Regions from separate parts of the Pan troglodytes genome. Here region 1 is linked to region 2. Evidence: chromatin contacts called from public HiChIP or PLAC-seq data. All regions are on one chromosome and are shown on one strand. Each heading gives the region's core, a stretch centred on a gene start, on an enhancer-like site or on the middle of the called end of the contact. The rest is flanking DNA. Distances are from core to core; before and after follow the strand shown. Region 1 holds the start of CYTH2 (cytohesin 2). Region 2 holds the start of ODAD1 (outer dynein arm docking complex subunit 1).

What was found. HiChIP or PLAC-seq counts read pairs in DNA pulled down with a chosen protein or histone mark.
Region 1: a contact with region 2 is called in an H3K4me3 HiChIP or PLAC-seq map of stem cell-derived excitatory neurons, with 4 times the contacts expected there. The contact joins the promoter of CYTH2 here to the promoter of ODAD1 in region 2. A contact is called at or near these places in 1 of 7 Hi-C or Micro-C datasets (stem cell-derived neural progenitor cells) and 1 of 1 datasets of contacts at active chromatin or transcription factors (stem cell-derived excitatory neurons).

What each region holds. Positions count from the first base shown.
Region 1 is chr20:51,409,100-51,415,699 of NHGRI_mPanTro3-v2.0_pri, reverse strand. CYTH2 (cytohesin 2) reads right to left here and starts at 1,651. Exons shown (of 12, transcript XM_063802035.1): 1 at 1,514-1,651; 2 at 540-687; 3 at 14-437. It overlaps LOC107969779 (serine/arginine repetitive matrix protein 1-like), which reads left to right and starts at 1,109. Exons shown (of 3, transcript XM_054673693.1): 1 at 1,109-2,028; 2 at 4,416-4,454; 3 at 5,090-5,435. The coding sequence starts at 1,109. The coding sequence ends at 4,428. It overlaps KCNJ14 (potassium inwardly rectifying channel subfamily J member 14), which reads right to left. Exons shown (of 3, transcript XM_009435986.5): 3 at 4,043-6,600. The coding sequence ends at 6,258.
Region 2 is chr20:51,262,327-51,269,135 of NHGRI_mPanTro3-v2.0_pri, reverse strand. It overlaps ODAD1 (outer dynein arm docking complex subunit 1), which reads left to right and starts at 3,811. Exons shown (of 14, transcript XM_054673689.2): 1 at 3,811-4,117; 2 at 5,227-5,266; 3 at 5,648-5,740. It overlaps EMP3 (epithelial membrane protein 3), which reads right to left and starts at 2,060. Exons shown (of 5, transcript XM_513005.9): 1 at 400-2,060.

The sequences.
Region 1 (6,600 bases), core at 402-2,901, 150 kb before region 2:
ACTACCCTGATACCTTCCTCCGTCACGGCACCTTTGCGGGAGGGAGGTCAACTCTCCTTTGTGCATGTCACTTTGTCCACAGCCCCTACAAGACTCGAGCTCATCTTGGGACCAGAAATGCGCCCATACAAGTAGAAAGTGGAAGACGACCTTCCAGGCAGGGGACAAAACAGTCAGGAGGGCTGGAACACTTGGTCAGTGTTCAGTGTTCAGAAAACAAATGGACAGCCAATATCTGAATCCAGAGATTAGGACCAAGTCTGTCCACCTAGAATAGACCCGGCACCATCACGCTTCTTGAACCCGGAGGTGCCAGAAGCCCCTGCCTGGATGTTTGCCCAGCTGATCCCAGTCCTGTGGCCCCAAGCACCTTCTTGGGGTCCATGTTGAACTTCTTCCTGCCCATTGCCATCTTCCGGTTCCGTTGCAAGGTCTTACTGCAGGAGCAGAGAGCAGGGTTGGGGGTGGAGGGTCAATGCCTGGGCATCCCTGGCCTCAGCCAACCCCACGCCCCCTAGGTCATCCGCCCCAGCCCTCACCTGCCCTCATTGGCCTCCAGCCCCTCCACCTCGCTCATGGCTTCACTGAGCTCCTCCCGCAGGCGCTGAATCTCCACCAGCAGCTCCTGCTTCCGCCGCCGGATGTTCTCCAGCTCCATCCGCTCCTCCGGAGTCAGGTCTGGGGGTTCTAGGGATCGGGGTCAAGGTTTAAAAGTCAGTGCTAGGGGCCGTGAGCCTGAATTCCTGCAATCTGGGGGCGGACAGAGCTGGGAGAGGATGTGTAACGGGCTTCCTATGTCTGCACAGAAGAATGGGCTGGGGGCCTGGATTCCTCCCTGCAGAAGAGAAAGAGCTGGGGCTCTAAACTCTTGAGTCCTGGGGGACAAGGGGAATTGGGTCCCGGATTCCTGAGTCTGAGGGAGAAGGGAAATGGGTGCCTGAGCTCTTAGGTCTGAGGGAAGAAAGGGCTGGGGGCCTCGGCTTCTAGGTCCATTACTTGGAAGGGGACTGAGGCCTTGGTTTTCTGACTCCATTACTGGCGAGGTAGCTGGGGACCTGGTTATCCGGACTACTGGGTCCATGAAAAGTCACTACAGCCGGGGGAACTGATGACAGCTCAGGAGAGTTGGGAAGGTGGGGCGGGACATCGAAGGTCCCCGCCCCCCAAGATTTCTCCCCTCCCCGCAACCCAAGCGCCCCTCCCCGGCCCCGGCAGGCGCTGGGCTCGCCCGCCCCTCCAGCGGGAATGGTTCCGCCCCGGCCTCGCCTCCACCACTCCATCCCGCCCCTCCCGCCGCCACCGGAAACAGGCTCAGCCCAAACAATGGCCTGGAACGCCCGGCTTTCGGGCCCCGCCGGAAGCCCGTCCAGCGCCCAACAAAAGCGGCGCGACAAGTCTACGACTGAGCCGAACGCTTCTGGGCGCCGCGCGCCAGGGGGAAACGTTCGCGGGGGAACGTTCAGGAGAAAACGCTCCAGCAACTCCCAGCCGACCCCGCCCCTCCCCGACCTACCATAGACGCCGTCCTCCATGGCGGCTAGGAAGGCCCGCGGGGAGTCCGGGGCGGTCCCGCCAGTCGGGCCTGGATCCGCGTTGGCCCGCGGGCTCGGGTGAGCCCGCTCAAACGCCCCGGGAGCCACCGCCGCCTCCTCAGCGCCAGTCCTCAGCGCTGAAAAGACTCTCCCTTCGTCGCCCAACCGCCCCTTCAGTAGGGACCGCCCCTCTTTTTGACACTGTCCAATCCACAGTGGGCGCTTTCGTCCTCCCCGCCCTCGCCACCAAAGGATCGTTCTCCAGGGCCAACAGCCGTACAAAAAGCGGGTGTAGGTATGTCCGGCCAGAGGTAGACGGCCCGCGGGGCCAATCGGAGTGCAGGCAGGGCAGCAGGCCCCGCCTCCGAAACAACAGAAAGCACTTGACAGGCTTGCTCTCCAATGAGAAGCCCCGGAAAAGTGTCGCGCGGAGGCGGAGCCACGCGGTACAGCCACCTCTGCGCCTGCTCAAAGGCCCTGGACACTTGGAGTCTAGGTGAACCGAGCCCCGCCTCCGATAATACGTTGTTAGGGGGCGGTACTTTGTTAGTCTTGTTGCTAGGAGGCGGGGCTAGAACTGGCTTGTTTCCGTAAGCCACACCTCCTAGCAGGCCATGCTGGCTTCTGACCGCAAAGGTTGCCATGCAACCGGGAGCGGCTTTAGGCCTCCTTTTCTTTTGCATTTCTTCTCCGCGTATTTCTCCTCCTCTCAGCCCCTTCTTACCGCCGAACTCCTTCTTTATCACCATCTATGCCCTCCCCATCCCCCTCAGCCTCTTCGGAGTCGTGGAGTGGTGAAACAAAAGACTTCTTCGTTTTTTCTTTTTTTTTTTTTTTGAGACAGAGTCTTGCTCGGTCGCCCAAGCTGGAGTGCAGTTGCGCGATCTCGGTTCACTGCAACCTCCGCCTCCCGGGTTCAAGCAATTCTCCTGCCTCAGCCTCCCGAGTAGCTGGGATTACAGGGTTGCACCATGATGGTGCATGCCTGGCTATTTTTTGTATTTTTAATAGAGACGGGCGTTTCACCATGTTGGCCAAGCTGGTCTCGAACTCCTGACCTCATGATCCGCCCACCTTGGCCTTCCAAAGTGCTGGGATTACAGGCGTGAGCCACCGCGCCTGGCCAAGATTTACTTTTTTCTAAATGCTATGCTATTTGGTATCGGTCATGGGGAATGGAACAGGGGAAGGTAAAATTTAGTGAAAGCACAGGCTTGGCCTTCCTGGCACCTTCTGCCGCTCAGACTCCTCCCTCATTTCTCCAAACTCCTTCCTTTAGCTTAGCATCCTCCTAAGACTCCTCCCTTCCCCAAGCATCCTCCTGCTAAGACAACTCCCCTTTCCTCAGCATCCTCCCACCTCTCTGATTCCTTCTCCCATCTCAGAGGCCTTTCTTCCTCTCTGGCTACCCTCAAGTCACGGTCCCCCTTGTCCTCTCATACTCTTGCCCTTTTTTTTTTTTTTTTTTTTTTTTGAGACAGAGTTTTGCTCTTTTGCCCAGTCTGGAATGAACTGGCATGATCTCAGCTCACTGCAACCTCCACCCACAAGGTTGACGCGATACTCCTGCCTCAGCCTCCCAAGTAGCTGGGATTATAGGTGCCCACCACCATGCCCGGCTAATTTTTGTATTTTTAGTAGAGACGGGGTTTCGCCATGTTGGCCAGGCTGGTCTCAAACTCCTGACCTCAGGTGATCCACCCGCCTCAGCCTCCCAAAGTGCTAGGCGTGAGCCACCGTGCCCAGCCACCCTTGCCCTTCTTAAACTCCTCCCTCCTCTGAGGCCCCTTCCCCTTCCCCTTCCCCTTCCCCAGCCTCTATGTCCCATTATTTGTAAGGGAATGTGGTCAAGGGGCTGGCTGGAATAGGGAACCCAGGCACCCCTGTAAAGAGGGAAGCCGTAATGGGGGCTGAAGTGGTGTCTGGGCCTCGTCCTCATTTGCTGTCCCTGGGCTGGGCAGGTGGGGACGGATTCAGGGCCAGGACCTAGTTAAGCTGTCGGATTAGACATGGAGGCTCCTAATCCCCTCACTGACCTTTATGAGTGGCCCAGGCCCTGCCCTCCCCAGTGGAAACCCAGGCTGGGCTTCCCTGCTCCCATACTCCTTTCAAACGAAACCCCCTCCCTGCCCCTTCACTTCCAACTTAACATCTTTCCCCAACCCTGCGTTTCCATTGCCCCCATCCCTACCTACCCCAGACACCCTGAGCTGAGAGAGCAGGCAGCTAATTAATCCCATCCGGTTATTACATGGGGATTCTGAGGGATAAAGGGAGATGGAGAAGCTGCAGGGGGCATTTGGGTTGATGCAGCACTTGTGAAGGCTGAATGGCAATGACAGTGGCTGCCCTCGGTCCAGAACACGGGGTGGGAACACGTCCTCCTCACTGTCACTGGCTCCCTCTGCAGTTGGCTCCCAGCCTGCGGGGCACTTAGGTAGATGGTAGCATGGGCAGGGGGCCAGGTCGGAGGACCCATGCTCGAGAAGCACATTCGCAGACACACCCGCTAGGGCTCCCAGTTCTTTAATCTGGGGGACAGGTCTCCCCCTAAAACACTCACTCTCCCACAATGGGAAGAACCCTGGTGTCCAGAGCTACCTCCTCCTCCCGAGGTCCCCAAGCTGGGCCAGGGAAGTGACTCTGGCTGTTAGCCACAGCCCACGCCTACCCTTGCCCTGTGATTCAGACACCCGAGTTCAGAGCCAGCCTCCAAGAGTATCTTACATCCCAGCGTCTCCTGGAAGGCCGTATGATCCAGCACTGGGGAGAGGAGGGAAATCCCCAGGACTCGAATGCCCATCCCACCCTCGGTGTAGTGAGGACTCATCCTGCTGGAAAGGCCCCTGAAGAACTTCAAGTTCCAATGTCCCGTTTTTACAGATGGGGAAACTGACATGAAGAGGAGTCCAAAGTGACACAGTAAGTTGGGGCAGCATTGGGATTTAGAGCAAAGCTTCTGGGGTCCTTGAAAAGGACCTCATTCCAATTAGCTAGCACTCCATCTCTAAGCCTGTTGTAGGGACCAAGGGAAAAAATAGATAGATATCTGTATTTATATTACATATATATAATATACATATGTATAATATCTTTAAGAAACAGACACACGGCTGGGCATGGTGGCTCACACCTGTAATCCCAGCACTTTGGGAGACCGAGGCAGGTGGATCATCTGAGGTCGGGAGTTCAAGACCAACCTCGCCAACATGGCGAAACCCCGTCTCTACTAAAAATACAAAAATTAGCCAGGCATAGTGGCTCATGCCTGTAATCCCAGCGACTCAGGAGACTGAGGCAGGAGAAACACTTGAAGCCGGGAGGCGGAGGTTGCAGTGAGCTGAGATCACGCCATTGCACTCCAGCCTGGGCGGCAGAGCGAGACTCGGTCTCAAAAAAAAAAAAAAAAGAAAAGAAAAAGAAAAAGAAATAGACACACATCACTAGGTGTAGGGTTCCAGAGCATTCTAGACCCACCAGCCCTGGGCCTCCCCCTTCCCTTGTCCACTAATTAGCCCTGTGCCCTACAGGGTCTCACCTTCACCTTCACCTTCCAGGTCAGGCCAGAAATGTTGCTTCTGAAGTCCTGAGTCCACCTCCTAGCACTGCCAAGCAGTCCACCTGGAGGTGATGAGAACTTCCAGGCTTTGGTAATGGACAACTCTGTATCCCTGGAGCCTTCATTCCTTTTGGCATTACAGAACCACAAGAAGTCATCTAGAATCATTGAGATTCTCAACTCCATTGGGCAAACTGGAACCAGCAAAATCTCAGATATCTAGAATTGCCACTGCTTCCTTGACTCTGTGATCAGTCTACAGCCACAGAATCCTGATTCCCTTTGGACATTCTAGAATGGCACTTAAAAAAAAAATAACAACCCACCCAGTGGATCCTTTCAAAGCATTGCTTATTCTCTTGGCTGAGTGCTCTACAGCCAGAAGTTGGAGTTATCTAATATTAAGAACTCTTAATCTGTCACTTCAGTCTTTCTAAACCCACAGACTAACAATGTTTTGTGCATTCTAGAAACATTACTCTTTAGTTTCTGGAGTAGTTCAACTCTCCAGGTAAAATCTGTCCTAGACTCACCAGTGCTTGCCTCTGTGGTCAACCTAGACTCACAGAATCTCAACTAATGAGCTTTCTGGAACCACAGGTCTTTTTTTTTTTTTTTTTTGGTCTTTGGTCAATCAAGATGATCTTGAATACTTGGGGCATTCCATAACCTTCCCTCCTTAGGTGGTCTAGAACAAATGATTTGCTACTCAGTTGGCTGAGTTGAGAAGCAACACTCCCTTGAATCTTAGGTGAATCCAGACCTACAAACTCTTGATATCTGATGCTGTTCAAGAACTGCCAACTTGCTTCCCCAGAGGCAGTCTATACCATTGGCTTCTCACCCTGGTCAACAATCCAGGTCTCCCCATATAGAGGAATCTAGAACCGCCAGTCTTTTCCTCATGGGTGATCCAGAATTCTGGTGAGACTGAGGAATCAGGCTCATAAAGGGTTCTCAGGAGGGAGCACAGAAGCAGAGGAATTAAGGTCCAGTATGTCCATGGTGGGTCACCAGGCATGGCAGAACCTTACCACCTAGTCATTTACCCAGCAGGCCTGTCGGTATTCAGGAACATCTGCCCCCATCCCAGAAGAGAGCCCCATCCCTCCATCTTGCTACCTTGGGGAAGGGGGCATACATGGGGAAGGGGACATCAGTTTGCATCATGGAGGCAGGGTCAGCGCCAGGGTTGGTGTGAGAACTTGGGGGCTAGCAGCCCCATCTTCTGTTTCCACCCCATTCCCTTCCTCAGTCTCATCGTCCTCATCTTCCTCCTGGCAGCAGCTCAGAGCAAGTTCATTCTCATAACAAAATGCAGTCAGAGAGCCGGGGAAACTAGACTTGAGGCTGTGGGAAGCCTGCTCTGCCCGTTCATCCAGCTCCTTAGCACTGCAGACCGGTGTCCCTGGGACCTCATAAGTGCGATGGAAGTGGCGATAGTCGACCTCATACTGGGAGCCACGCTGGAAGAGAACTGGCTCAAAACGATGGCCCCAGAGCAGTTCA
Region 2 (6,809 bases), core at 2,562-5,061:
GCAATGGATAGGATTCGCGCTGGGGGGAAGAGAGGCCCGAGAAGGAGTTAGCCTCCCAGGACTCTTTGGTGCCCAGGAACAGGGGACCTAGAGGTCTCCCAGATTTGGGGTGTTCTCATGCAATGCCCTGATCTCAGGGCCCCCAGAGGACAGTGGACACCGCTGAGGGAAAAACTGCAGGAAGTTTTCCAGTGGAGGGCTCTGCTGGAACCCCAAAACTTTGCCGGGCCCCACCCCTTCCCATATCCCCACCTCAAGTGCTAAGAGATCACTTATTAAATTAAAAGGATTTCCAAGAGTAAGGGACGTCTCTCCCAGCCTGGGGGTGTCCTTCCCAAACTGCTACATTCCCAAGTAAATTAAGAAGTCCCAGCCCTGAATAACGGACTGGAAACTTACCGAGAGCCGCGAAAAAAGTCAGAGCTGGAGTCGGAGTCTTGTCCCTCGCTCGGGCCTCCGTGCCCCGCCCTTCTCCTCCCTCCTTTCACCCTCCCGAGGCCCCCGCCTCTCTCACCGCCTTCCTCCCTCCCTTGCTCTCCCCTCCAATCCGGAACCCTTTCTCTCTCGCTCGCTCTCCTTCTGCGTCTCTTCTCTCCCTCCTGCCCTCACTGTCTGGGCCTCCTTCTCTCTTGCTCCCGTTTCTCTTTCTCTCCTCCTCTCAATATATACTGACCCTTTTATAAACCCACCCTCACCGCACCCAGCTGAGGTCGGCTGCCAGTGGGAGGGCCCAGGCACTCCGGTTCCTCTTTCTTTGGGCCCCCACCCAATCCCTCCAGACAGACATCATCTGGGGCTCCCTCCCAGGGTTGAGATGAGAAACTCTTGGAATGGGGTTCTGGGGGGGGCAAGCGTCAGGGGTGGGAGGGCCCGATTCTCAGGACCCTTGAGTTTTGAGGTCTTGCCCTGGGGCCGGATGTCTGCTTTCCCTGATGGAGCTTGGAGCTGGATAGGAGTCTGGGAAAAGAGGCCAGATTTCTGTGGCATGAACTGAGATTGGGCTGGTGAAGTTGGCCCCGTGGTGGGGGATCAGAGGATGGGAGATGAAATTTGTGAAACTCGGCAGGGTGTTGTGGCTCACGCCTGTAATCCCAGCACTTTGGGAGGCCGAGACGGGCAGATCATCTGAGGTCAGGAGTTCGAGACCAGCCTGGCCAACATGGTGGAATCCCGTCTCTATCAAAAATACAAAAATTAGCCGGGCGTGGTGGCAGGCGACTGTAATCCCAGCTACTTGGGAGGCTGAGCCATGAGTATCGCTTGAACGCGAGAGGTGGAGGCTGCAGTGAGTTGAGTTTGCACCACTGCCTTCCAACCTGGGGGACTAAGTGAGATTCTGTCGCAAACAAACAAACAAACAAACAAAAAAAAACTTGTGAAACTCTGGAAGCGGGGAGGAAGCGGAAGCTAAGAATTCCAGCGCCATCATTTCCTGGTTCAGTGACCTTGAGCCAATTATTTCACCCACCTGGGCTCCAGTATCTTAGTCTATGTTGAGAGTATAATAATGCTGACTAAATACTAATACTGATAATAATAATTCTGATACTTATGCTGAATGAATAAGGTAATACTGGTACACTCACACACCTAACCTGTTCCTTCCTTCATCAAACATTTATTGAACATGTACTCTGATCTGGGAGTTAATAATGAAAACAGACATGAGCCCTGCTGGTATTATGGAGCTTGTATTCTAGTAGAGGAAGACAGACAAGAGAAAACATCAATGATGAAGATAAATCTCAGATAAGGATAAGTGACTTGAAAAATAAATACAATAGGCTGGACGTGGTGGCTCATGCCTGTAATCTCAGCACTTTGGGAGGCCGAGGCCGGAGGATCACCTGAGGTCGAGAGTTCAAGACCAGCCTGGCCAACATGGTGAAACCCTGTCTCTACTAAAAATACAAAAATTAGCCGGGCATGGTAGTGGGCGCCTGTAATCCAAGCTACTCGGGAGGCTGAGACAGGAGAATTGCTTGAACCCGGGAGGCGGAGGTTGCAGTAAGCTGAAATCACGCTACTGCACTCCATCCTGGGTGACAGAGCAAGACTCCATCTTAAAGAAAAAAGAAAAGAAAAGAAGAAAAGAAAAATAAATACAATAATAAATCAAACAGAGTGATGGAGATAATGACAGAGTGCAGGGAAGACTACTTGAAACAGGAAAATCAGGGAAGGCCTCTTGGAGGAGGTAACATTTGAGCTGAAGACAGGAGTCATTTGAACGCTGGGGTTGGGGAGTGGTGGGGGGGCGTCGGGGGGAGAGGAAGTACAAAAGCTCTTAAAGCTTTTGAGAACAAGCTCAGGTTGTTTAGGGAGCAGACAGAAGGGCCAGTGTGGCTGGAGCACAGGGAGACAGAGGGAGTGGTGAGAAGGGAAATCAAAGGGTGCCCTTGAAGACTAGGGGAGGGGCTTGGATTTCATTCTAAGTGCAGTGGAAAGCCATTAGGTTTTAACAGAGTGTAGTACCAAAGATTTTTATTTTTTTTTTGAGATGGAGTCTTGCTCTGTCATCCAGGCTGGAGTGCAGTGGCATGATCTCAGCTCACTGCAACCTCCACCTCCCGGTTCAAGCGATTCTCCTGCCTCAGCCTCCTGAGTAGCTGGGATTACAGGTGCCCGCTACCACGCCCAGCCAATTTTTGTATTTTTAGTAGAGACGGGGGTTTCTCCATGTTGGCCAGGCTGGCCTCGAACTCCTGACCTCCAGTGATCTGCCTGCCTTGGCCTCCCAAAATGATGGGATTACAGGCGTAAGCCACCGTGCCCGGCCCCAAAGGTTTACTGTTAACTATTATTATTAATTTTGGGGATATTAAATTAGGGTCGGGGTGATGACTACTATGTACACGAGTCTCTTGGGAGGGGACCAGGTGCCCAGAACTCTGATAAATTGAGAGCAGGGGAATTCAAATCCTGGATCCAGGGAAGGGAACTGGATGATGGGATGTCTGGGTATCTGATGGGCCAGAGCTGGGTTTGGGATAGCTGTTGGTGATTCGGGCTCCCTGAGGGGGTGAGGGATGGACAGTTCAGTGCTTGGCTGGGTACCCCGAGACCTGGAAGCTGGGATACCAGTATAGCACAGACTCTAGAGCCACACTGGTTGGACTCAAAATCCAAGCTGTTTTACTCAATGGCTGTGTAATTTTTGGCAAGTTACTAATAATTTCTCTATGCCTCAGTCTCTTCATCTGAAAAATAGAGATAATAGTAAATACATTATAGGGCAGTTCTTAGGGTAGTGCTAGTCATATCAGGCATTGGGGCTCTGAGTGGAGTCAGTACTGGGGGACCCTGATTCAGGATCTCTAGGAGTTGGGGAAGGGGCAAATTCTTGGGTCCATTGGGTCTCAAGGCTAAAGTTGGGAATCCAAAATGAGGGTCCCTGGGGGAGAATAAGTAGTCTCAAACTTAAGTGCCTGAGAGACAGAAACTGGGGTCCGCACTCAGATCCCTAAGGAAGTTGCAAAGTCTGGGTCACTGAAGGAAAAATTAGGGGCTGGGGAGACATACGTTCCTCTTGGGGAGCAGGAAAAGAGGGCTCCACTTTCTTGAGAGGACTAGGGGGAGCCAGGGGCTAGGAAGATGGAAACTTGAGCCGGGGAGGTGAAAAACACGAGTCTAGGACTCAGAATCAAGTTCCCTGAGTGGGATCGGCGCCAGGCTTGGGTACCCTGGAGATATTAGGGGGGTCCCCGCACTATGGCTATGTAGAAGGGGAAGAATCAGAGGATCTGAGGGTGGCGACGGGATCTCCCCATCCTGGGCCTCCGAGATTATGAGCTGAGCTGAGCGTACGCAGGCCGCTTCCTCCCACAGGAAACCGCAGGCTTCGGGCACACCCAGCCTGCAGGGAGAGGCGCCCACTGCCCGCCCGCCCGGGGAGGCCCACGTGGGCAGCAGCCGCCGCCGCGGAGGGGGCGTGCCTTACAGAGCGAGTGGGTGTAACCAGAGGGGGCGTGGCCAGAAACCGGGGGGCGGTATGGAGTGCCCGAGGTCTCGCCCACTTCCGCCCTCCAGCGCGCGTACGTGGTAGGCGGCCAAGCGTTTTTGGCTGCTTCCCGGGAAGCCGTTGGTCGCGCTTGCGTAGTGAACCGCTGAGGCTGTGGTGAGCGCTCCTTCTCCGCGCAACTCGCGGCTTCGGCACCGCCTTCTTTCCTATGAATCCTTAATTTAACGTGGTCATAGTCAGCTTAAGACCGGCACCTCTCGGGCTCCGTCTTGTAGGACCTCGGCCTGGCCTCGAGGGCTTCCATACAGGTCACCGCAGGCTCTTTCAACTCCCGCCGCTTCCAAGCCCGCGGTACTAGTGAGACCTCAGCCTCGACCTCCCCAGGACCATTTCGACCTCCCGCAGGCCTTCAAGGCCTGAGCGCCTCCCGATTAGCCCGCCCTTCACCGCCCTTCCACCGGGCCCCTCGTAAGGCCTTCCAAACGCGACCCTCGAAGCCCGCCCCTTACGGGGAAGCCCCTCCGCTCGCTGTCTCCGAAGCCCCGTCCTGTACTGGTGTCTGTGCCCCTCCCCTCGCCGGCTCCTAAGTCGCGTCCTGTACAGGTGTCCGTGCCCCTCCCCTCGCCGGCCCCGAAGCCCCGCCCCTCGAAGTTCCTCCCACTTACTCTCCTCACAGGTCTCAGCCCCGCCCATCACAGCTCCCTACGGCACGCCCCTCTCAGGCCTCACAGCCGTGCACCTCTCAGGGCTCCGCAGCACCGCTCCACAGGCCCACCCGGCTCCGCCCCTTTCAGGACCTCGCCGCCCATCAGTTTTGTTTGTTTGTTTGTTTGTTTTTTGAGACGGAGTCTCGCTCTGTCGCCCAGGCTGGAGTGCAGTGGCGGGATCTCGGCTCACTGCAACCTCCGCCTCCCGGGTTCAAGCGATTCTCCTGCCCCAGCCTCCTGAGTAGCTGAGATTACAGGCACGAGCCGCCATGTCCGGCTAATTTTTTGTACTTTTAGTAGAGACAGGGTTTCACCATGTTGGCCAGGTTGGTCTCGAACTCGTGACCTCAAGTGATGCGCCCGCCTCGGCCTCCCAAAATGCTGGGATTGCAGGCGTGAGCCACCGCGCCTGGCCTTGCCCATCAGTTCTCAGTCCGTGGGAACCCTGCAGGTCTACGCCTCGCATCCTTCTCCGCCCCGCCTCCCATAGTTTCTCCCGCGGCCTCGGTCCCTCCCTGGCCGCTGTCCTCAGTCCTCATTGGTCCCTTATCTCCCCAGTAACCAGACCACAACACTGAACTTGGAGCACCAAGAACAGGTCAGGCCCGTCGGCAGGTAGGGCCCAGGACTCCCCCGACCATGCTCAACCCCCCCTACAGCAGGCCGGGGTTTCCCCCTCTCCTGCGACCAAACAGCCTGGCCTCGGATATCCTGAGAGCCCAGGAGGCCTATCCCCTGCCAAACCCGCGCCAGAATCGGAGCCTAGACGCAAGACCCAGAGTGTGAGAGGTGGGAGGGCTGGAGAGGTGTGGGAGAGGCCTGAGAGAGGTTCCCCCTCCAACCCCTCTTGGAGGAATGAGGCCAGCGTGGTTCTAGGGTCACCCCCTTTCAATTCCCAGTCCCTCGCAGTTCATTGTCCACCCTCTCTGGGCCCTGGCCCGCCTGCTGTCTGAAGGGTCTTATATGTCCATCCCTACAGGAGCCCCACCCTGTTTGGCCAGGATGCCTTTGGGACGCTTGGCAGGGAGTGCCCGCTCCGAGGAGGGAAGCGAGGCCTTTCTGGAGGGAATGGGTAATTCATTCATTCTTTATATCATTCACCCATTCTTTTCCAGCCCCCAGCTTTCCCAAGTTCCAGGTCCTGTAGGGAGGGAGGGAGAGTGTCTGTCCAGGAGCGCCCTCTGGTGGGAACAGACATGCGCCCTAAGGGAGGCGGGGCGGGCACCACCGTGGGTGGGCCAAGCCTGGGCAGTGGGGCAGGCTGGAGACTTCAGGCAGCAGAAGTTTGAGTGGGGCCCAGAACTCCCTGTAGGAATTGCCAAGGGGAGAAGGAAGGAAGGGTGTTTCTACAGAGATGACAGAATGTGGCTAGAGTAGGCTTTCTCAACCTTGGTACTGTTGACTCTTGGGGTGGGATAATTCTTTGTTGTGGGGGCAGTCCTGTGTGTCGTAGGATGCCAAGCAGTGTCCATGGCTTCTACTCACTGGATACCAGTAGCCCCCTCCCTTCTCCACAAGTCATGACAATGACAAATGTCTCTAGGCTGAGCATGCTGGCTCATGCCTGTAATCCCAGCACTTTGGGAAGCTGAGGAAGGAGGATCACTTGAGCCCAGGAGTTCAAGACCAGCCTGAGCAACACAGTGAGACCTCATCTCTACAAAAATAAAATAAAATTAGCCAGGTGTGATGGCGTGCACCCATAATCCCAGCTACTCGGGAGGCTGAGGTGGGAGGATCACTTGAGCCTGTGAGGTGGAGGCTGCAATGAGCTGAGATTGTGCCACTGCGCTACAGCCTGGGGGACAGAGCGAGACCCTGTCTAGAAAAAAATAAGTCTCCAGACATTGCCAAATGTTTTTGGAAGGCAGAATCACCCGCTGATTGAAAACTACTGGGCCTTTGGAGATGGGGAGCATATGGGCAAGACTGGAGAGGTGGGTAAAGTCAGGTCACTTGGGGTCTCGGATCCCAGGCTGAGGTGCTGAGACTTTGTCCTGCAGGTACTGGGGCATCATGGGAGGCCTATGAGGGGTAGGGTCTGCTGTGGGTGGGGTAGGGTTGGCTGTGGGTGTAGAGAGACCCTCTGGGACTGTGTGGGAAGGCTGGAAGTTGAGAGAAAGGTTGGGGTGATGGTCCAG